Linked DNA regions of Ovis aries: region 1 is linked to region 2. The links are chromatin contacts, called in public Hi-C maps. All regions are on one chromosome and are shown on one strand. The core of a region is the stretch at or near the end of the contact, and the rest is flanking DNA. Distances in the headings are between cores, read along the strand shown. Region 1 overlaps CORO1C (coronin 1C). Region 2 overlaps SSH1 (slingshot protein phosphatase 1).

What was found. Hi-C and Micro-C count contacts between places; a contact is called where the count stands out from the background.
Region 1: a contact with region 2 is called in a Hi-C map of liver, with 3 times the contacts expected there. The contact joins two enhancer-like sites. A contact is called at or near these places in 6 of 16 Hi-C or Micro-C datasets (blood, liver, muscle and 2 more).

The regions. Positions count from the first base shown.
Region 1 is chr17:64,431,686-64,438,749 of ARS-UI_Ramb_v3.0, forward strand. The region is part of intron 3 of CORO1C (coronin 1C); the gene reads left to right. Among named protein-coding and RNA genes, the nearest start is that of SELPLG, 33 kb to the right of the region's middle. Within about 2 kb of position 5,271, at least 4 of the 54 cell types and tissues checked have an H3K27ac peak or open chromatin away from gene starts, as enhancers often do. A contact at or near this core is called in liver, where this site is marked.
Region 2 is chr17:64,315,332-64,321,698 of ARS-UI_Ramb_v3.0, forward strand. SSH1 (slingshot protein phosphatase 1) reads left to right here. Exons shown (of 15, transcript XM_015101685.4): 3 at 2,636-2,739. Among named protein-coding and RNA genes, the nearest start is that of SSH1, 27 kb to the left of the region's middle. Within about 2 kb of position 4,235, at least 4 of the 54 cell types and tissues checked have an H3K27ac peak or open chromatin away from gene starts, as enhancers often do. A contact at or near this core is called in liver, where this site is marked.

The DNA.
Region 1 (7,064 bases), core at 4,021-6,520, 120 kb after region 2:
ACATAATGATGACTCTCCACCAGGCAGTTACAGCACAGAACCAGCCCCTGGTTCAGTGGAAGCAGTGTTTGGGCCTACAGTTTATATCCTAACTTCGCCCCAGCTTGAGGAGCACAGACTCATGCCTTTGGTCATTTGAGACTTTTTAAAAAGCACCAACTGATGGTGTTAGCTGATTTGGACCTGAAATGCCACTGTCCACCAGAGAAGAGGCTCTCATTAGATTCCGAATCTGTTATTTATTTTTCAGAAATCAAAACAAGAAGAAACTTATGAGAACAAGGCCATCCTAGGAATGTTCATAAAACCTCTCTTCAGCTTGTGACTGATATATGAAATTACAGATAAATAAATATCCCCTCCCCAACCAGGTGTGAGGCTTAACCAGCAGCTTCAGAGGCCTAGTCTATCCATTGTGTTCAGAAAGAAACTTTGCCTTAAAAGGTCAGACCAGTAACACTGCAGCCCCAGCAGCCTCTGCAAAGAGCCCTTGCCAGCCACCAGCAGTCGGACACAACAGTGTCCAGCAGCAGTCCCCAGGCCTCCGTCCCCAGAGTTTCACAGGCAGGATCCATGTGAGGGGAGCAGCCCATACTGCTGGAGGATGGCCCAATACTCCCCAGGGCACAACCAGGCAAAGGATGCCAGACTTTCCATGCACAGGCAAATCGACCACAGTTGAGCCTGGTCAACCTCAGGGCTCTGGTTGTCCCCAGTTGGTCCCCAGTCAATCACCAGGGACAGACAAGGCCAGAGGTCTTGGAATTCCTCAACATTCAGAGAGCTGGCCTGAGGGCTGAGGTTGGCGCTGGTGAAAGCAAATGGTCCCCCAAATGCCTGGGCTGAGTCGGGCCTGAAAGGCGTGGTCAGGAACCCGGATACCTGCAAGAGGAGTGGAGAGGTTCGGATCCTCCGAGGGTTCCATCCCAGGGTCACTGGACCTGGGGGCAGCGGGTGGCTCAGGAGCCCCTCGGGTGCGCACACATGGCGGGACCTGCAGACTTCAGCCACACTGGGGTCTGCGGGCCTTGGCCCCCTGCATGGGCGTACCAGAGGCATCCCTCTTACTCATTTCTTGTAGGCTAAAATTTTTCTGCTTTTTACCTTTTTTTTCTTTGGGGTGGTTATTTGTGTCTGTTTGCTCTTAGTTTCTTTGTTAGCCTTTGTTTCTAAAGTACTTTTACTTTGAGATCTAATTTTTTCTTGATTTCCACCACCTTGTTCTTGAATTTTTCAAGTTCAGACTTAGGACGTTTCCTGTCTTGTTCTCTTAATAACGCCTTTTGAAGCGTGTGTGATAGGATTTAAATCGTCTGGGCGCGGAGCTTGTCAGTGTTCTGCACTGTCTGTCGAGGTGCTATTCTGTACCCTGTTCTCTTTTTTTCTCGTAGTTTCGGGGCCTTTACTTATTTATTTATTTTTGCTCTCTTATTTTTATGTGAATTTAGTTTTTCCAAAGCTTTTGAAAGCTGGCTTGCTTTATAAAGCTATTCAAACTTTGCAGAGCGCCCTCTTCTGTCGTTTTCAGGTAGTGCTGGGGAACACCATGGCTTGCTGTGTATTTCCTGACCTGCTTTTAATTTGACCTTTCTGATTCCTTTGTCCATCTTACTTCGGTCCTGCCCAGCTTTGCTTCCATTTCTTGGAATTGCCTCTCAGTGTGGGCCTGTCTCAGAAGGGAGTCCTCTCTGGCTGGCTTCTAGAATACTGGGGTCTAGCTTTCTCAGCCCCTTCAGACCTTTGCTGTTTTAGGCCCCTGTTCTCGTCCACTGTTGGGGAAGGCAGAGCCCCTCCCGTTTCCGTTGTGGTCTCGTAACGGCCTGCTCTGCTCAGGTCTGTGGGGCCCCCGTTGCTGCCCCATGAGTTTTTCACACACAGGCCGACAGCACACGGGTCGTGTGGCTGTTGTTGATTTTCCTCCACCCGCTTGCATCTGGGTCGTCGCCTCATTTTCTGTAAATGTGGTCCCTGTGTTTTGTTTTGTCATCTGAGTGCTCTGTGTTTTTCTGCAGGGACTTGGGGAGATCTGCCACTGACACCACCGTCTTCCCAGAATCCTCCCGTGTTGCCCCTTTATTGGTTTTGCCAGAGTGAACATTTTGTAAATTTGGGATAAATCTTCCTCCAGCTTTTTTTTAGTCCCTTAAGTATGGGGCTGGTATTTTAATCGCTTAATTTGCCTCAAATCATTTGATATTATTGGGCTAATTACAAAATGCTTTAATAACTCAGCAGTTGAAAAAAAAGTTTTTAAGTATTTGATCTCCTACCCCACCTGCTTCTTAATACCTCATTTTCCACTTGTTCTGAAGGTAAAAGAACACCATACAATAGATCAAATAATTTCAAACAGCAGCTTTTATTAATTGAAAAAAGAAGAAGAAGAGAAGTTGGCTCTAGTTTCCTCCTGGTGATAGCCCAGGAGCTGCAAATGCTATCAGGGCCCAGCTTTTGTAGAGAAAGGATGCTGAGAAAGTCCCAGGCCACGTATATATATTTATCTATGCGCTCAGCCTTAGCTACCTTACTTGTTTCAAAAACTAAATTAAATAAATAAATACACAAATACGCCAATTGAGAGGATCAAGGAAGGTATAAATATATAATGAGTTATTTTTCTTATAGTGAGTTTTGATGTATACTTACAGAGGATTCATGGCAGTAAGAATATCTTCAGCGGATAATTCAGTAGACAAAAATACAACAAAACCAGTTTACCAAATGAACGGTAAATGATTAAATTAGTTTTAAAAACTGCTTCTTGTATTTATGGTGTAATTCTTCGATGTCCTCTGCATTTAAGTGGTGGTTAATTCATTGTGTGAGCATTGATTCTGTGCCACTGATGTTAGTGGTGATTGCAGTTTTCGAGAAGGAATGCCAGCCTTATGGTACATCCCGTCATCATTTAGAGGTGGCCTCCTGAAGCCACCTGAAGGTAAATTTTACAGGCATAGTTTGCCCTTGACGTGCTGTTGTCTTGTCTTCTCATGTTTTGGCCACTCCACTTGGCATGTGGTGTGGGATCTTGGTTCTCTGACCAGGGGTCGACACTGTGTTCCCTGCAGGGGAAGTGCACAGTCTTAACCCCTGGACCTCCAGGGAAGTCCTGGTGGACTGCTTCTTGAAGTGATGTTTTGTACAAGCAACTAGCAATGATATAAACCCTGCTCGGGGAAACTATACTCTGCTCCTAGGTTTTCCAGATTTTTTGATACTGTGAGTTCTTTTCTCTAACAAAATCTCCTCACAGAGAGTTTGAAAGATTGCAGCTGTTGAGTATTTTATTTGGGAAAATTTTAGCTCCAAGAAAATAACAACACCTTATATAATACAAATAGCAACCAACGTAGGTTTAGTGAATGGTGTCGATTCAACACTGTCCCTTACCTGCAGACACAAATGCAAAAGAGCAGCTGTCCAGACAGTAGGGCCGCCCGGTTGGCTCTTCCAGAGTCTGGGAGAGGGGATGTTCCCGCAGGAGGAGCACTCTTACTTGTCTTCACCTGGAGGTTCTGATGGTCCCAGATGACGAGGCTTTAATGGCCACTGTTCCCTTTCCCCGAATCAGTCTTAACACTCCTGTGGACAACAACAGTGATCAGCTCCCTAGTTTAGCCAGTTTTGCGTCCGTTGTAAATTTTCCTATTGTGGGCTTTGCCTTGAAATAAAGATGGAAGTGACGTGGTTGGTGATGAGAGCGCATTCCCCAGGGCTCCAACCCCTCTCAGTCATTCAGCAGGACTTGTTATTTCCATTCTGTCCAGATTGCATCTGGGCCATCGGCCAAGTGGCTATTTCTTGGCACATCGGAACCCCACTCTCAGTTCTTGATTTTCTCAAGACCAGCGTTGTTCTCAGTGTCACGGTTCGTGAGGGGTGTCCTGCCCGCGGGGGTGGTTGGACGGCGGCTTCTGCGGGAGGGTTGCTGCTCTGCAGTGGCTGCAGTCTCAGCCTCTCCCTGTCCCTTCAGATCAGCGCTTTCCTTCATTCTGCCTTTGGAGTTGATTTCTTCTGCGTTTAAAAAACGCGGCCTTTGTGGGGAATCCTCCTTTTTGTGGCCATAACTGCAGTAGCTGGCCCGGTAGCAAGTTCACGACGGGTAATTAAAGCAGGGAAGCGGTGTCTGGAAACACTTTCTGTTTGCTTTAAATTTGCGCTGTGTTTGAGAAATAAAACCGTCAAACAGATAACACTTTAAAATGACTGCTTTGAGAGAAATCCGCTTTTCTTAATTTTCCTCACTTTTTTCCTGTTAGAACTGTACTCTGGACCTGTCTTTTTTCATATTCAGAAATTTATGTGGGAAAAGGAGGCCAGTCATTCCTGAACAGGGGCTTAAAGTTGTTTTTTTCCAGAACCATGTTGGCTTTTCACTCACTGATTCACTTTTTCATCTGAAAGCCCTAAAGACTGATGGCATTTTTCCCCCTTTCTTTGGCTCAGAGGTTAAAGCGTCTGCCTCCAATACGGGAGACCCAGGTTCGATCCCTGGGTCGGGGAGATCCCCTGGAGAAGGAAATGGTAACCCACTCCAGCATTCTTGCCTGGAGAATCCCATGGACGGAGAAGCCTGGTAGGCTACAGTCCATGGGGTCGCGAAGAGTCAGACACAACTGAGCAACTTCACTTCCTTTCTTTCTTTCTTTCTTTCAAAACGAAACAAGATAAAACATTGCCTTAGTAATGTATCATCCACACAGAAAATGCCAGGAATACACAGTATTATTTCAAAAAATAAGAAAAAAAGCCAGGAGGTGAGGGGATAGCTTGTAGTGGCTGCCAGGCTGAATGCCCGCTGAGGGTTCAGCAGAGGGTGTCTGAGGCCTCTTTTCCTCGCTGCTCCCCGAGTATGAGTCTGGAAGAGCGAGTGGTATCAGAGTCCTTGCCGAGGCCACGGAGCACAGAGGAGCTAGCGGACCAGCCTGGAGATGAGAGCTGATCTTCTCTGTGCTGACTGGCCCGGCGTGAACTAGAGCTTTCACACGTGGGATATCTTGGACATAAATGAGGCAGTTAGGTACAGGGCTGAATTAATTTGAAGACAAATTAATTTCATTGCCAAGAATCCTGCTGTTCAGACTTAAAATTACATATTGGGGTCATAGGGGTCACAGTTCCAACAAGAAAAATAATCATGAACGTAGATCCTTTTTATTTGCCAGGCGCTGTTTTAAGCCTTCATGTGGTGATTATATTTAATCACTGTTAACAGCACAGTGAGGCAGGAGCGTGTCCCATTTTACTACTCAGGAAACCCAGGCCCAAGAGAGGTGACAGTTTAGTCAAAGGTCACTCCGTTTGCAATAGTTCACCTTTGGGTGGTGCTTAGGGGTGCAGAATGTTTCGACGTGTTTGACCTTTCCAGTTACCCTGAGAGGGCAGAGCTGCTGCTGTCCCTTGAATCGAACAAGGAAATTGAGGCTCCAGGAAGTGAAGCCCCGTTTTCATGCTGACGTGGCCAGTTAGCGTCCCAGCTCTGGCGGAGACCTGGTCTCTGACATCCTGGCCAGCGTCCACACCAGCCTGCATCCCAGGTCGTGCGCAGGAAAACCCGCGACCTCTCCAGTCCAAACTGGAAGGCCGCTGTGGCGGTAGCAGGGAGCCCGGCAAAGGGCAGAGAGCCACGTGCCAGCGGGCCTGTGAGCCAGCTCAGCGCCCACCACGCAGGGCTGTGTCCACTTCGTGTGGAAGGACCTGTAGGCGTGCCAGGCCTTTCCCGAGTCCACCTTCCTCCCTGCAGAGGCTGGAGGGCTGCTGTCCGTGTCTTCTCGCACAGGAGTTTCCCCTCACAGTCGCTGTCCCCTCCTGCTGGACTCTCCTGCCAGGGTTATCTTCTTACTCTGTTGTCTCCCAGCCCCTCAGCCAGCCTCTTTGGAGCATCTACTCTTTAAAAAATTGCTCCCTACAGCTATTTTCTTTTAAAGCTAGATCCTTGATTTCCTTCCTCCCCTCTCCCCTTCCTTCTTTCCTGCTTCCACCTGTCACCTGACTCCTGTTCATCCTTAGAGGTGTCTCCTCAGGGAATCTCCGTGGAGGTACCAGACTCAGGTGGCAGGAAGGCAACCTCGTGACACTTAATTTTCACTCCACTTAGCTCATACCAGTGTCGCGTTGGTAATGTAGACTCTGTGGTTTCCTAGTGAAAAAGACAAGTAACAACTACAGCTAAACTTACCCAGAGCCTGCCTTAGGCCAGGCGTTGTTCTGAGTGCTTTAGATTCATGTTGTTGCATTGGTCTCCGGACAACCCCAGTGAGAGCAAATTCCTTATTATTCCCATTTTATAGGCGAGGAAGCTTGAGGTCCAGATAGGTTAGGTGAATGTCCCTAAGGTCATACAGCTGATATGTGGAAGAATTAGGATATTCCTCACCCCTGCACTGTACTGGGGGCACTGACTGTGTGTCAGGCACTGTTCCAGGACTTTCTCATGGCACTAAATGAAGTCTGACCGTTTCCTGTGCTGAGCCCTTTGACCATCACCGTAAGAGGCCTGGGCTGGAGTGGAAGGAAGATCTGTTTGGCTCCCAAGCCCATGCTCCAGCTTTCTGTTCGACTTGTGCTGTCTTTGACTTTCGATCTCATAGACCGACCACTCTGCTTTGTTAAGACTATAAACCTCTTGAGAGCAAGATCTAAGTTCAGTTGTCCTTCTCCTCCTTACCTGGTAGTGGGCCTGTGTTACGGTGGCTACTCAAGGAGAGTGCTCTTGAATGAGTGACCGAGGTAGTACGATGGGTTAGGTGTCTGCGTGAAATGCATAATAAGCCTTGTTGATGGAACCATGGGTCTGCCAAAAGTTAGATAAAGAAGGGACAAAGAATTTCCTCATTTTTAAAAGTATATAATAAATATTATGCTCCATCACTAAAATCTCCTTGCCATCCAAAGAAAAGATGGAGGAAGAAACTTGAGAAAGAAGAGATGAAGTCCCATTATGAGCTCTCATGTTTAAGACAGGAAATGCTGATTATATCCAAAGCCACCCATCACTCCACGCCTCATTAGGGATTTAGAAAATGCACTATTTAATCGGGGTCAGTCAGGCACTGAAGGTTTTA
Region 2 (6,367 bases), core at 2,985-5,484:
AGAAGACGAGACGCAGGGCCATAAAGAATATCCGTGTCCCATTTTCGTAGGTCCCGTGGCTGCCAGGCTCTGTGGCCTCTGGGCCCCGGGAGTCATCCAGCGAGGTTTTTTTCCTTGTGCCCCATCTGCTTACTGTCTGAGCCGCAGGGCTGTCTCTGAGCCTGGGGAGGGTGTGTCCTCTGAGCCTCCCTGCCTGCAGCTTCAGATCTCACCCTGCACAGAGGAGGACAGAGGCAGAGTGTTCCCGGGGAGCCCAGGCACACAGCCCCCTGAATTGACATGTAGCCTCAAGGCTCTTGATTCTGTAACAGCCTCAGAAACACTGAGGAACTACTGGCCTCAAAAGCGATCACGGGATAAAATCAGCCTATTCTTTTGCGTTGTTCCTCCTCCACCCCCACCCCACCCCCCAAGGAAATATAAGGGAAACCAAGGGGAATTTTTGCCCATGATTTCCAAGGCAAAGGTCACCGTCACTGGCTGGCTGTTTCCAGAGGTCTCAGGTTTCTGGTCACTATGGATTTGTTTTTTTTAAAACTTACGAACAAAAAGAGGTTGATGATGCCTTGCAAAGTTCCCCCCCACCACCCTGCCAGCTGCTTCAATGAACTGATTGCTGTGTGAAGTTTCATGCGTTTTGTTGGAGTCTCTCTGGCAGTGATGAAAGTAGGTAGTAAGTGATCCGTGTCTTACCTAAAATAGCGTAGTTCAGAAACAAACTCAGTTGTAAGATTTTAAGGAAAGGGTGAGTGACAAGTTTCAGGGGTAGAAAAGTGTTGGACAGTTCTCTGCCATTTGCTTGAACTAGACAGCCTGGGATGTCTGTCGGCCAATGGATGCTAACGAGCTTTTTGCCTGCCGTGGGTAAGTGAGACTCACAGAAAGGGTGCATCTCGTTTCTTCCATGATTTACAGTCCTAGACTCAGCGCTTGAAACTGGCACCACAGGTACAGGACTCACAGGGTGGAAAGGGTGCCTTGGCAGTATGTGACGATGGATGAAGAAGCGCCGTCCAGGTGTGAACTGTTTCCCATAAGAAAGAGAGAAAGCCAGGTGTCGGTAGGATAAGGGGGGCAGAACTAGAACCTTAATGTTTGCTATTAGAGCTGTTGTGATTTTTTAGCGTGCGAGGCGGAAAAACGAATGGATTTCATTGGCGGTCTTCATAGTATGGAAGATAACCGTTTTTTTTTTTCCAATTCCAGAAACTGCTGACTTGGCACTGGCCCCTGCGATGAGGTTTCTTAGCTCCTGGAGTTGTATTTTAGACTTAGCTGAATATTCCAGGATGAGAATGTTTAACTACCAACTTTAGCTGTCCTGGGCAATGATGACTTTGTTGTTTTATGTTACACAAGATGTTCTTGTGTTTCTGTCAAGAATTGATTTGTTTTTGTTTTTTTTAAAGTGCTTCTGTTTCTTAGAGATTTTTCTTTCAATCAAATATGTTAATTGGTTGCTCAAGAGAAAATGAATAATATATATGGCTCCCTATAATTTGAACTGTGATCTTTCACAAAATTAATAGAAATGAAATGTTTTTGCATTATGACTTTGAAAGTTAAAATATCATTTACAAAAGTTAATATTTGCTCAATACAGTAAATTTGGAAGATGCTAAGAAGTAGAAGGAAGATAACTTTAGCACTATTAATAATTTTGGTGTGTCTTATGTGTAATGTTCAGAGATAATGGTTTTTTCTAAGTAATTGGTGGTAATTAATAGCTAATATAGTCTATCAGTTCATACAGGCTGGATTTCTGCATAAGCTGAAGATTTTCTTGGTAGCCAAGTCATGAAAGTGAAATTTTTTATTGTAATTCTTAAAATCTTACGTTGAATATGGATATTCAGTTCAGTTCAGTTCAGTTGCTCAGTCGTGTCCGACTCTTTGCAACCCCATGAATCGCAGCACACCGGGCCTCCCTGTCTGTCACCAACTCCCGGAGTTCACTCAGATTCACGTCCATTGAGTCAGTGATGCCATCCAGCCATCTCATCCTCTGTCATCCCCTTCTCCTCCTGCTCCCAGTCCCTCTCTATTGCCTGTTAAAATAACAAAGACCAAAGATTCCCTCTGCTGAGAAGTTCACTGGGTTAACTTGAGCTTTTCTATGGGAATAGTGAGCAAGCCACCCGTTTTTCTTGAGATGCAAACAGATACTGAAAGTGTGATTTCATCTTCCTTATGCTCTGTAAACCGAAGACACCAGGAAGCAGTGAGGTTGTTAAAAGTTCAGAGCGCTGAGGGAAGAGATCAGCAGCAAAAGTCTGAAAAATTCACGAAAGGAACCAGCCTCTGCTCATCAGAGAGCCGGTCTCTGTTTCCAGAAGACATCGTATTACAGTGGGTCCCGTCACAGTGTCCTGCAGGAAGGGGCTCTGAGTGCTGGAGGAGCCTGTGGAGACCCTCGGTGTTGTAGCCGAGGTGTCCCGCTTTGTCCCGAAACTCTCCAGCAGCAGGCTTGTGCCAGAGTTTGGGGGGAGCAGTGTGTGGAACTACCATAGGAGCTGTTTCATCCCGTTGGCCTTTTACATGCCACTCTCCAGCTTTTCCTCTGCAGCTTGTCTTCGCCCATTTTCCTGTGTGAATTCCAGCCTAACTGTGCTCTGTTTTTTTTTCCTCTCCCCAGCTTAAGTGAGAGCTTTTTCATGGTGAAAGGAGCAGCCCTCTTCCTACAGCAGGGAAGCAGCCCTCAAGGCCAGCGGAGTCTTCAGCACCCCCACAAGCATGCAGGTGATGGCTCTAAACTGATGCTTTTACCCAGGGAGTTACCTTCTGTGTGGCTGAGCAACCCTGCAACACTGTGTTCAGCACTTGGCTGGTTCTCAAGGCCAGGGAAATAGCGCAGCACAGGTTGATAATAACAGGTGCAGGTTAGAGGCTCTTTTCTTGAGGCCATGTGTGTTTTCCTGACGGTACTGGGAGCCAGCACCCTTTGACCATGCGTGTGTATATAAGGTCAGCAGCTTTCTGTTTGGATGTAAAGATTCCCTACTCAGTCTATCCGTTAACTGCAGATTTTAAGTTACAGTATCCTGGGCTTCTCCTGGTGGCTCAGACAAGAAAGAAGTTGCCTGCCTTGCAGAAGACCCGGGTCTGATCCCTGGTTTGGGAAGATTCCCCTAGTGGGAATGGCTGCCCACTCTAGTATTCTTGCCTGGAGAATTCCATGGACAGAGGAGCCTGGTGGACCGTAGTTCAAGGTGTCGCAAAGACTCGGACATGACTAAGCAGCTAACGCTTTCCCTTTCTTCACATGCCTTTTTAACAAATGTACCAGAGCATCTTATGGCCAGATGTTGTCCCCTTGAAAATTACTGCCTTGGGGTGCGAGATGCCTAGCCTGTCATTGCTCTGAGCACTTGGAAGGCTCTCATTTGGGGAATTTATTTACAAACCTTGGGCACATATTGGGTTGGAAAGTCTTTATTTTTTAATGGTGGGTGGTTTTTTGGAAGTAGACAGAAATTATAAAATGGGATCAAAGCAAGTATTCACTGAGGCACAAAAGCAAGGAAATAAGAAATGTGTCCAAGGACTTCCCTGGCAGTCCGGTGGTTAAGACTTCGCCTTCCAATGCAGAAGGTGCGGGTTCAGTCCCTGGTTGGGGAACTGAGATCCCTTGTGCCTTGTGACCAAAAAACCAAACCAGAGAAACAGGAGCAATATTGTAACCAGTTCAATAAAGACTTTAAAAATGGTCTACAAAAAAAAAAAAAAAAGCTTCAAAAAAAAGAAAAGAAATGCCCAGGAAGTGGAAGACAGGGAAGGCTGACATGCTGCAGTCCATGGGGTTGCACAGAGTCGGACTGAGCGACTGCACAGCAATAACAAAGCAGTAAGAAGGGTTTTCTTAGGTGACTTGACCCTGAACCTGAAGGCATTTGGGAGTAAAGGATTAGGGAGGCATTTGCGTGCAAGTGGATCTTTGTAGCCAGTGGGGAGCCTCTCCAGGCACTTCTTGGATGGGCAGCGCACGTCTGAATAGGCGCTGGAAAGACCTCGCCTCTCAGAACCGCAGCGAATCAAAGGAGCTGGCAGTTGGGGCCAGTCCTGTTGTCACTTCGGTCATCTTGTTTGTCTAACGTCAAGTCAATCAAGCCTCATCTGGGAGCTGAGTCTCTGGGCTAGAATTTCCTGTCTTAGATTTTATAGCAAACCCCAAGGCTCAGTCAATATTGTCACATGCTGATATTTATAATCAAGATTTAGGTCTGTCGTAAGCTAAGTAAACAATCTCTCTGCACAGGGAGGCAGTGAGTTTTGTGGAAAGAATATTTACTCTGGAGCCAGACAGACCTGGCTTCTGATCCAGTTCTGCAAGCATACAGAACTTTCAGAGTCAGTTTCTGAGCTTTGGTCTCCTAATCTTTACAACGGGCATCAAATATCGGTCGGTAACTCCGATGACAAGAAATGTGAAATTTATGCACGTTAACGGGCCTACCTTCTTGGTGCTCTGCCTGCGTAGCTGTAATCATTGCTACAGTGCCTGCTGGTACAATAAAACTACAAACCGAACCTTTGCTTCTTAATCTGCTAGCACTTCTGCCTATAAGGAATGTAAACTGTTGTGCATGGCTTAACCATAATGCATGAGCAAAGCCAATGCTCAGTTTTTCTCCCTAAGTATTAAATGTCTCCTTCCTCAAATTCAGCGAATATTTGCATACTGTGTGCAGTCTTGGGGAAGTGACTACAAAACCGTCTTGTAAAATCATTCCACCCGGTTGGTGCATCTCTGGAAGGTAACACAAGGATGGGAAGGGAGCTTGGTCTGTTGGCTTTTCTGCCCTGGGGTCTGGGGGGCGCGGACAGTGAGCTCAGAAAAGCAGGGCTTGCCCATTGGCCACAGATGCTCAGTACATGGCTGTGGGTCAGGCACACACTGGACTTCACGGCAAGTCCCCCAGACGACCCACAGGCCCCTAAGCAAACCCCATGCCAAGCTGAGGACATGACTCCACGTCGAGTGATTCCGCTCATGTTAGCCAGTCCATTTGGGCCGAGACTCTTCCTTTCCAGGGCTGACCTATACTTCAGGCTCAAATTCTCTGCTTTTTTTTCTTTTTTGCAAGTGCTTACCGAACACTTTAACATACAGAGACTGTGTGAGGCTGCCAGGCCCGGGGTTGGGATTTCTCTGTGTCAGCAATTCCATGTCTCAGCAGACAGTCCCACTGAAAGCCCTCTGCTGCTGCTGCTGCTGCTGCTAAGTCGTTTCAGTCGTGTCCAACTCTGTGCAACCCCATAGACAGCAGCCCACGAGGCTCCCCCATCCCTGGGATTCTCCAGGCAACAACACTGGAGTGGGTTGCCATTTCCTTCTCTGATGCATGAAAGTGAAAAGTGAAAGTGAAGTCACTCAGTCATGTCCAACTCATAGCGACCCCATGGACTGCAGCCTACCAGGCTCCTCCATCCATGGGATTTTCCAGGCAAGAGTACTGGTGTGGGGTGCCATTTCCTTTTCCAGAAAGGCCTCTATCTGTGTGGACAGCTTTGTTTTCACTGAGCCACTCATCAGACAAGGGACTGGTGTCCGCCTTCATCCGTGTGCCTTTGTGACTCAGAGTAGGGAGTGGGGGCGCCCAGCTGTGGTGGTTGTGTGCCATCCTGATGTTGGTGACACGACAGGTAAGCATGCCTCTGGGTAGAGAAAAGGACCGAGGACCATCCCCTCCAAGTCATTTCTCATGGGACGTGGTGCCAGCGTATGGTGTTGTACTCTGCGGGATCCTGGAAGAGAGAAGACAAGGGGGCCGGTTTCCAACAAACTTGACTCCTCTCTGAGGCTGGAAGTGCCGTTTGCACATCATTTGTCAGCCTTCTTTAAGATTAAAAAGATGCTTTTTGCCAAAGGAGCATGCCCTGGGTCTTCCCTGGCGGTCCAGTGGTTGAGACTCTATACTTCCATGTCAGGATGCCAGGGGTCTAATCTCTGGTCAGGGAGCTAAGATCCCACATACCGCATGGCCATAAAAAAGAAAATTTCTTGAACTAAATAAAAAATGAAAATGCAACATACCAACTTAAAAAAATCATATGGGAAAATCAAGTTTGGAAAAAAGGAACACAGCCAGTGGATTAATCCCTCTGGGTTCTAATCATGATCTGTAGGATCATTTTTTTTCTTAAGATAATTATTTCTTAGGAGTGTTGCACAACCTGAAATGATTATGGATTTTCTGTGAATTACTCCTTGCACTTTTCTTCCACATCAGCATCTTTACAGTTGAACCATTTCTTCAGAACGATCCCCACACAGACATATTTGAAATATATACATAAGCTAGGAAAAAAAGCGGCATTGCAAACACCCTCACTACTTTCTAGTTCTGAAGCTCAGTTATGGGGTCCC